2 separate regions of the Sus scrofa genome follow, and region 2 is linked to region 1. The links are chromatin contacts, called in public HiChIP or PLAC-seq maps. All regions are on one chromosome and are shown on one strand. The core of a region is the stretch at or near the end of the contact, and the rest is flanking DNA. Distances in the headings are between cores, read along the strand shown. Region 1 overlaps COBL (protein cordon-bleu). Region 2 has its middle 7.3 kb from the start of COBL.

What was found. HiChIP or PLAC-seq counts read pairs in DNA pulled down with a chosen protein or histone mark.
Region 2: a contact with region 1 is called in an H3K27ac HiChIP or PLAC-seq map of skeletal muscle. The contact joins two enhancer-like sites. A contact is called at or near these places in 5 of 47 Hi-C or Micro-C datasets (fetal skeletal muscle, heart right ventricle, mesenteric adipose tissue and 2 more) and 1 of 2 datasets of contacts at active chromatin or transcription factors (skeletal muscle).

The regions. Positions count from the first base shown.
Region 1 is chr9:136,965,834-136,970,660 of Sscrofa11.1, reverse strand. COBL (protein cordon-bleu) reads left to right here. Exons shown (of 16, transcript XM_021063931.1): 4 at 1,754-1,982. Among named protein-coding and RNA genes, the nearest start is that of COBL, 87 kb to the left of the region's middle. Within about 2 kb of position 3,565, at least 16 of the 83 cell types and tissues checked have an H3K27ac peak or open chromatin away from gene starts, as enhancers often do. A contact at or near this core is called in omental adipose tissue and skeletal muscle, where this site is marked.
Region 2 is chr9:137,060,260-137,064,754 of Sscrofa11.1, reverse strand. No RefSeq gene overlaps it. Among named protein-coding and RNA genes, the nearest start is that of COBL, 7.3 kb to the right of the region's middle. Within about 2 kb of position 1,389, at least 17 of the 83 cell types and tissues checked have an H3K27ac peak or open chromatin away from gene starts, as enhancers often do. A contact at or near this core is called in omental adipose tissue and skeletal muscle, where this site is marked.

The sequences.
Region 1 (4,827 bases), core at 2,316-4,815:
AGGGTTATACATGACCTCAGCTTGAGAAGCATGAAGAAGCTCCACGGTTTCCTCTTTCCTCCTGAAGTGCATCAAACCCTGGCCCTCAGGCTGGAAGGGAGTGGGATCCATCTCGGCCAGTTTTTTATTCAGTGCACGCTGTGTCCACTCCCAGGATCTTAAAACCATATGGGTGATCAGTTAAGACCAAACAGAAGCTGGCTGCGTGAAACTTCAGCATACCACACTTTTGTCTTTGTTTTTAGGGCCACACCTGTGGCATTGGAAGTTCCCGGCCTAAGGGTCAAATCAGAGCCGCAGTTGCCAGCCTACAGCACAGCCACGGCAACACTAGATCCCAGCTGCATCTGCGACCTATACCACAGGTTGTAGCAACGCTGGATCCTTAACCCGCTGAGTGAGGCCAGGGATCGAACCTGCATCCTCATGGAGACAACATCAGGTCCTTAACCTGCTGAGCCAAATGGGAACTTCTGTTACACTTTTTGTACCTGTAGACATTTACAATCAGCTTTAGTCTAATTGATTTACTTTCTGATTATTTTATGCCTATGATTTATAGGTCTAATATAGTTTTCTAGCTTAAAATACATATGTGTGGTGTATTTCTATGAATCTATGTGTAGCATATACACACTCTATGTATTTCTATAGATGTGAATATATTCAGGTGACTATTTTGGCTTCTTAAACAAAATTTTGATGTTTTATGGGGTTTTTTTCCTTTAAATTGGATTGTTCACGATAGTTTCACACTATTTTTCTTTAGAAAATGTTTTAAGCGCCTTGTGGTTAGTCTGTCCGGAATCCTTGAAAGACAGTCTATTCCTTGAGATCTGTCTTTCCTTTCCCCACATCGTTAGCCGGTTGTTCATTAGCAGAGGAGATTCGAGCGGAGCCCCCCACTGGCTCAGTGGGTTAAGAAGGACATAGCTGTGAAGGAACCAGGCAGGATGAGCCAGAAGGAACACAGCTGCAGCCAAACGCGTTGTTGACCTAGCCAGCAGCTTCAGCTGAAGCATCGCTTTGGTAGCTGCTCTAAGTCGCCTTGAAGACAACCTGGGCAGCTGAAGGAGGGCAGGAAGTTCAGTGCTCTCAGGGGATCACTGTCGGTTTGGTTGGGAAGGAGGACGAGAGGATGGCCAGGAGCAAGTCAGCCCGGCTCTGAGTCAGCAGTGCAGGTGGAAGACTTTGCAAATGCACGGAGAGCATGTGGGCTTTACCCATAAAACAATCAAAAAGCCACACACACACACACACACACACACACGTTTTCTGTATGTTTGAAACCTGCCGTCATAGTTTTTAAAAGGAGAAAATACTCCATTTTTTAAAGTCAGAGTCATCCACTGAATAGAATTAAGTGGGTCTTCACATCAAAGGCTGTTCATTACCGAGGTCGGGCCGTCCCCTGAAAAGTGATCTTTTTCTGGAGTTCCCTGGTGGCAGAGCAGTAAAGGATCTGGTGTTGTCCCTGCTGTGGCTCTGGTCGCTGCTGTGGCGTGAGCTCCGTGGCCGACCCAGGAACTTCCACATTCCGGCAGCATGGCCAAACAAACAAAACAAAATCCCTAAAGTACACACAGGGTCCCAGGCATTTATTTTTCCCAACTTAGTATGCCCTCTTCGCCCACGACCCACTGAATTTGGGAAGCAAGCCTGGACCCACACAGAGTCTGGCCCCGCTCCACCCTGGCATAAACACCGCTGTGGGCAGATGTGCTCACGGGGTCGTGCCCGCTGTGTTTTGCAGAAGACCGTGCGCCTGGTCGTCAACTACCTGCGCACGCAGAAGGCAGTGGTGCGCGTGAGCCCCGAGGTGCCTCTGCAGAACCTCCTGCCGCTCATCTGCGCCAAGTGCGACGTCAGCCCGGAGCACGTGGTGCTCCTCAGGGACAACGTGGCCGGCGAGGAGCTGGAGCTCTCCAAGTCCCTGAGCCAGCTGGGGATAAAGGAGCTCTACGCCTGGGACAACCAGCGAGGTGAGGCCCCCCCTACGTCCCCCGGGCCGCGGACGGCTGTGCGCGCATGCGCCGCCCAGCAGCCGGGCACGTGCCTGTGTCCCCGCATCTCGGATTCGGTGCAAAGCAGCGCGGGCGGGGGCGCAGAACCCCGAAGGGCAGGGGGCACGGCAGTGACTCCTCTTTCCCCCGGTGGTCCGCACGCCTCCGACCCCCCCTCTCCTGTGAGCGTCCACGAGACGCTTAAACGGGGGAGAAGTGCGAACACTGGGGCTCTCGCTCTGAAAGAACAGACACCGCCTGTGAACCGTATTGGCTTGGATTTCCTTTGCGGTCGCTATTAAACCCTCCCAAGTCTCGCACGTTGTTAGCCGTTGAAGCCAGCGGCACAAGTGGCTCCTCCCCAAATGTGCTTTCTCCTCCCGTGAGTTTGGCACCCGCCTGAGGTCGCCCAGTTAGACCCCCTGGCTTGAGAGGCAGCTTGAGGCCCATGCTGGCACCAAGACCACGCTGTATAAGCGGCTGTCCCCGGGTGACCCAGGCTATTTCAACAACTGTCCGACCAAAAATAAATGTCAGTGTTGCTTACTTTAGGATTATTAAGATGGACCTCACCAAATTGTCCATTTTAATGAGGTCACTCGATATCTGTTGCCTTTTTATTTATTCCACAAATATTGACCAGGTTGGGCTTTTAAAAATATTAGTGTTCAAGTTTTCATATGTTTCTTCAGCTTAAAAAAATTCCCATTTAAAAAAACCTCTGCATATTCTTATTACCATTTTGTGTGTGTGTATGCAATCGGTGATTTCAGAACCTGCCAGAGGTTCTGGACCCAGGTCTCACTGACATTCTAGAAAAGGCTTCAGCTCAGTCACATATAAGAACATAGACCATTTATTCCCTCAAAAAAAAAAAAAGTGTTCCCACATTTGAGAGTAGTGCACCTCACGTTTGACCCAGTATCTTTTTAAAACATGGACAGGATTATTCTCAGCACCTGCTTCAGGGGCCCGGGTGTCGTGTGTGTCGACTGGTTGTGGTGGCCCTGTTTAGATTTGGTTTCTGGGACTCTGGAAACAGAGCTTTCCTTTGGCAAGATAGGGAAAAAAGAGGGAAAGACAGGAAAGGAAAAACTGCCCCCATCTAGGCCTGTGAGGGGAAGAGACTCTGCAAGTATGTTTGTTACGTGCTAATCACTCGCTGTATCTTGAAACGTCGTTGTGCAACCTGTTAGCCGGGAAAGCCCTGTAGCAGCGCTAACAGCATCTCTCCGTTAAGGGAAACTCAACGAGGCCGGAGCTCCCTCTTCTCATCCTCCCCACCCCCCCAGCCCCCTCCTCGCTGCCTTGGGCACGCCCCCCCCCCGACCTGGCAGCCTCCCCCACAAAGGAGGGGCAACCCTGGTGTGATGGGGACCCGCTCTGCCGGGACCAGCATGCCTTCATCCGGCCCATCGTGCGCCGTGCGGGCTGTGACATCGCCGCCAAACGCCTCTGTCCCCTCCTCCTGACACTCAGACACTTGAGTGGAGAACATTTCTGTCCCCGTCCCTGAGGAGCCCTCCACGTTGTCGCTCCCGCTCACGCCCTGTCCCCGGCGCACAGGCGGTGGGGAGACGGGGACGCCCAGGCCGGAGGCGCGGAAGGCAGAGGCCCGGCGGCGGCAGCGTGAGACGCAGCGGGCTTTGCTGCCACCTGCCGCCGGGACGGCGCCTAGCAGCCCGGCCCGTGCAGGCCTCGAGGGGATGGGGCCGGGACGCGGGCCTTCGCGTGCTGGGCCCCCCAGGGAACCGCCCCACCCCCGCCCCCCGCGACCCCTGGCACAAGTTGACGCAGGGCTGGAGGCTTTGTGCCACCGCGGGTCGAGAAGCCCGTCGTCACTCTCTGTCGTCTGCCTTTTCCAGTTCTTCTGACCAAAACGCAATCGGAGCCCTCCCTGAGCTGCCGAGGTACCGTGAGCCCCGCGCTGTCCTGCCAGGCTGCCCTCTGCATGGCTCTGGGCTGCGGCCATGCACGGAGTGACCCCAGGGCATGTGGGGGTGGCACCTCCTGGGGGGGGATGTCTTGCCAGGCTGAAATGAGGTTGTGGTTTGATTCCCTGAACCTCTGGTTGGCTAAGCCAGGAATGTCCCTCGTGTGAAGATTTGCTGTGTGGCCCTGATGGGTGAGAAAGGAAGCGGGTTGCTGTGGAAAACAGGGCCTTTATGAACATAGAACTTGAGGGCAGCGGGGACGTGGTACATGCGGGAAAGGCGTCCTTTCCTTCCTGCTGCCTGCGCCGCCCTGTCCTGACCTGCCCCCAGCTCTGTCCCGCCTGCTGCAGGATTTGGGGACAGTGTGGATGGTGGTGAAATCTGACCTTTTATGTCATAAACAAGCATGTCAATGATCAGTCCAGATTTTGCTTTTATTTCTTATAAATTACATAATGCATACACATATGCATGCACATATTTACATAAGTATGTATGTTCACACATATATATTGGGATTTATATAAACCTTTGGGATCACACACACACGCGCGCAAGTGCACTCCAAGGGGGTCCTTGAACTCACACTGAGTGTTTGTATTTTACAGAAATTTCTGTCCATGTTTGTTAAAGTGTTTAAGAATAGACTTTGTTTCTAGAAAAAAAAAATAATGCAGGGGCGTAATCTCCAGAATATACAAACAGCTCATGCAGCTCAATATCCAAAAAACAAGCAACTCAATCAAAAAATGGGCAGAAGACCTAAAGAGACATTTTCCAAAGAAGACAGACAGCTGGCCAATAGGCACATGCAAAGATCCTCCATATTGCTAATTATTAGAGAAATGCAAACCAAAACGACACTGAAGCATCACCTCACCCCCGTCAGA
Region 2 (4,495 bases), core at 140-2,639, 96 kb before region 1:
TCGTGGATCAATTGCATCTCACGAAACCTGGGGAAGCAGTCACGCCGCCCAAGTAGAGCGGCAAGTGAGAAGCAGCCTGCCTATATCCCTTTGCGCCTAAAACCTCCAAGCCTCTGTAGCTCGGGGGCCCTCCCTCGAGTGTTCTCAGACAGGCTGTTCAGATTGGTTCTGCAGGCGAGGTGCCCCCTCCCCCGCAGCCCCCAGAGCCTCTCCTGCAGTTCTGCCCCTCCTCGGCACTGGTGACAGTCACCCCACTGCCAGGACCTCCCTGTACCACAAAGCACTGCTGTCTCTTAGACCTGCTAGAGTCACAAATGTCCCCAAGGTCTGGAGCCTGTACCTTGACACAGTGAGGCTCAGAATCCCCCACGCTGCTGGCAGTGGACTTCTGGACTCCCCCTCTGCTACCTCCCCTCCACCCTGGGGCTGGAGCCTCTAGGAGGCTCATCCTGGTGAGATGGGACCCCCAGCGGCGACCCTGTCCATCCCGTAACCAGACTGGCCTGATGCTGAGCCCAGGTGCCCCATGGGGAGCCCTCCTCAGTGGTAAATGTTAGGGACACAAGAGTACAGAACTCACCCTTCCTCTTTCTTCTCCTTGATAAACGCAGCCCACAGACACCCATAAAAGATGAAATTATCACTTTGCGAAGGAGGCCGTGGGTTGGTACACCAAACCACTAATATCCAAAACCACAAATCAGAAATTTAGAAATGTCATTATATTTCATTGGCTGGATGCCTACACTCTTGAACTATTAAGATAACAGAGTTTTTGTTTCTTTGTTTCTGTTTCATGGTGTTTCGCTTTTTTTTTTTTTTTTTTTTTTTTTAACCCTACCTGCAGAAGTTCCCAGGCCAGGGATTGAACTTGTGCAACCAAAGTGACAACACCAGATCCTTAACCCTCTGAGCCACCAGGGAACTCCCGGAGTTTTTAATACACAGGAAAGTCTGAAAGAATATGGAGTGCTGTAAATGCTTTGGTTGGGAATGACATCAGAATGGAATGATCCCGAATAAGCAGGAAGGAGACAGTCTCACTTGTAAACTGCTGTGTTCTGAACAGTCAGCTGACTTAAAACCTGGCAAGTACTCAAAGGCAAGATCACACATCAAGACAGAACAGACTTCGGCCTGCGTCAGAAAAGCCTCCCTAGTCAAAATTCCAAGGATGCATGTCCTGAAGAGGATCCTATTTCCAGAAAACACCACGAGGAATCCTAAACCCAATTGCACAACCCTTGTGTGGGGTGCGGGTGTAGGTGCAAACGTTACAGAAACTCAGGGGCTGAACATCTCGGCCGAGAGCCTCAGAGGCGTGTCCTCCTGACAGCATACGAGGCAGAAGCACGGCTCTCGGTGTGATCTCACCAGGAGAAAAAATTACGACAGCTGGAGCGCAGATAAAACCTCATGACAAAGCGGCAGGATAAGCCGGACCTACACAATCTCTCCACTGGCCGCTTGGCAGTGAATTCTGCACACATTTGCTGACAAATCGAAAGACAGCAACTGCTTCTGTGTTGACCGGTTCACAGGGCACTTGGGTGTTGGGTGTTGGCAGAGATTAAAGCAAGTGACTTCAGATAAGGGTGAAGAATATAGGCTCTTGGGTAAATTTCCTTGGCTCAGATCCTTGCTCTGTGCCACCAAAGCAACTCAGTTCATTTCCCAAAGTCTTTGTTTTTTCATCCCTAAAAGAAGGAAACCAATAGTACCTCTCCTGGAGTTCCCATTGTGGCTCAACAGGTCAAAAACCCAACTAGTATCTGTGAGGATTCAGGTTTGATCCCTGAATCAAATCAATGAAATCAATCCTTGCTCAGTGGGTTAAGGATCTTGTGTTGCCACAAGCTGTGGTGTAGGTTGAAGACGCAGCTCAGATCTGGCATTGCTGTGGCTGTGGTGTAGGCTGGCAGGAGCAGCTCCCATTTGACCCCCAGTCTAGGAACTTCCATATGTTGTGGGTGCAGCCCTAAAAAGATGAAAAAAAAAAAGAAGAAGAAGAAAAAAGTAGTACCTCTCTTTCAGGTCAGTTTAAAACAGTAATTAATGTTGTTAATGAATTTAACATAGTGCTTTGCCCCTAGTAACTGTCTTTACATGTTAACTATGCATGTGGTTAATAATTCAACCAATACAGACTTGTGGTCTAATTATTATCAGCAGGGACAGGAGATGAAGAGGTGTGTGTCCTCTGGTGCGTGCTGGAGGCTGGTCCAAGAGAAACAAACCAGGGATGGGCCAGGGGCTGCTTCGGGTCACAGACCTGTGACTTTGAGACTTAGCATGTCGGAGGCCTCCTGGGGCCTCCACCAGGAAGAGTCCAGAACCAACCGGCTCAGGCATGACCGCCCGTGGTCCCTTCCCATCTTTCTCAGTTCGGTTCCTCTTCTGGCTCCTATTCCACCCAGGGACTCTTGAGTTCGGGGGCCGTATGAGCCCCACGCCCCTCTTACCCCTTGACAGGGGTTTCAGGGTTCCCGGGGGTCAGAAGCCAGTCCCTGACACCCGCTCCAAGGATTCCACGCCATGAAGAGTCCAGTAGCTCTTCACATGGAATGAGCCCTGACAAGGAGCAGCAGATTAGGCTACTCTGCTAATTAGGCTACTCTTTTGGGAGGAGCTGGTTTGAAGCGCTCTTCCCTACAGAACAGGGTGCAGAAGGAGTCGGCAGGAGCCTCAGAAGACGGGCAGAAGCTGCGTCCCAATGTCCCCTGTGCTCGGCCTAACCCACAAGTGATGCCTTTGGGGAAAATACGCAGCAACTTAGAAAAAGAGGAGAATCACTACTCTACGCACAGACCTTTGATTAGGCAGTGGTTTCCTAGACATGGCACCAGCAACGAGAGAAAACATAAATTAATTGAACTTCGTCAAGAACAAACTTTGCAGAGTTCCTGTTGTGGCTCAGCAGTAACAAAACCAATTAGTATCCATGAATACCCAGGTTCAGTCCCTGGCCTTGCTCAGTGGGTTAAGGATCTAGAGTTGCCCTGAGCTCTGGTGTAGGTCATAGATGCAGACTGAATCCTGCATTGCTATGGCTGTGGTGTAGGGAGGCAGGTGCAGCTCAGATACAGCCCCTAGCCTGGGAACTTCCATTTGCCATGGATGCAGCCCTAGAAGAAAAACAAAAAAAAAAAAAGTTTGTGCTTCGAAAGAGACCCTCAAGTGTTTGAAAGAAGAGACACAGAAAATTATTGGTAAACTTATGGTTACCAAAAGGGATGGGATAAACCAGGAGCTTAGGATTAGCAAATACAAACTACCGTATATAAATAGACAAACAACAAGGTCCTACTGTGTAGCACAGGGAAATATATTTCATTTCCTGTAATAAACCAAAATCAAAAAGAATAGGAAAAAGGATATATATGTATAACTGAGTCACTTTGCTGTACAACAGAAATGAACACATCATCATAAATCGACTATACTTCAATGTGAAAAAAAGAATGGGAGCGAGATGGATGGACCGGGAGTCTGGAGTTCGTAGATGCTAACTGACATTTAGAATGGATAAGCAATCAGGTCCTGCTGTATAGCACAGGGAATTATATTCAGTCTCCTGGGATAGATCATGATGCAAAATAATATAAAAAGGTTTAAAAAGAAAAATTAAACATTAAAAAAAGAATGGGAAAGGCTAACCCACAAAAGGAGAAAATACTTGCAAGTCACATACATGATGAGATTCGTATGTAGACTACACAGAGCGTAGTCTCAACTCGAAAATATAAAGACAAACAACCTCATCTTCAAAATAGGCTGAGAACTTGAATCACATTTCTCCAAAGAAGATCTGCAAATAGCCAAAAAGCACAGGAACATATGTCATTAGGGAAACATAAATCAAAGCCACAAGAAAATACCACTTCCTACCTACTAGGATCCCACCGGCAAAGACGGGCATCAGCAAGTGTTGCCCAGGATGTGGAGGAACTAGGACCTTCGTACGTCACAGGTGGTACTGGAAATTGGTACAACCGCTTTACCCAAACAGCTCTGCAGCTTCTCATGGGGTTGAACGGCGCTACCACATGACCCAGCAAGTCCACCTTTAGCTATGATGAAACAAATGGAATCAGGTCCACACAAAAACGTATGCAGTTGACCCTTGAACAACACGGATCTGGACTCTTTGGATAGGACAGCATCCACAGCTGGCCGAATGCATGGATGGGGACATGTGGATACAGAGGGACCTGGTGTGTGGAGGTCACCTGTCGCTTGTACTCAGATTGTCCACAGTGAGGAGAGATGCTGCTTCGAAGGCCTGCGCCGTGTGCCTTCAAAGGTCAACTGCATGGGAATGTTCTCAGCAGGTTTATTCATAATAGAGAAAAAGTGAAAACCACTTAGGGTTCATCAGCTGATAAATCTGTAAACAAAAAGTGGTCCATCCGTGCAGGGGAATGTCACTTGGCCATAAAAAGGAATGAAGTCCTGCCATAGGCTTGAAAACATTTTAAGTCAAAGAAGCCAAACA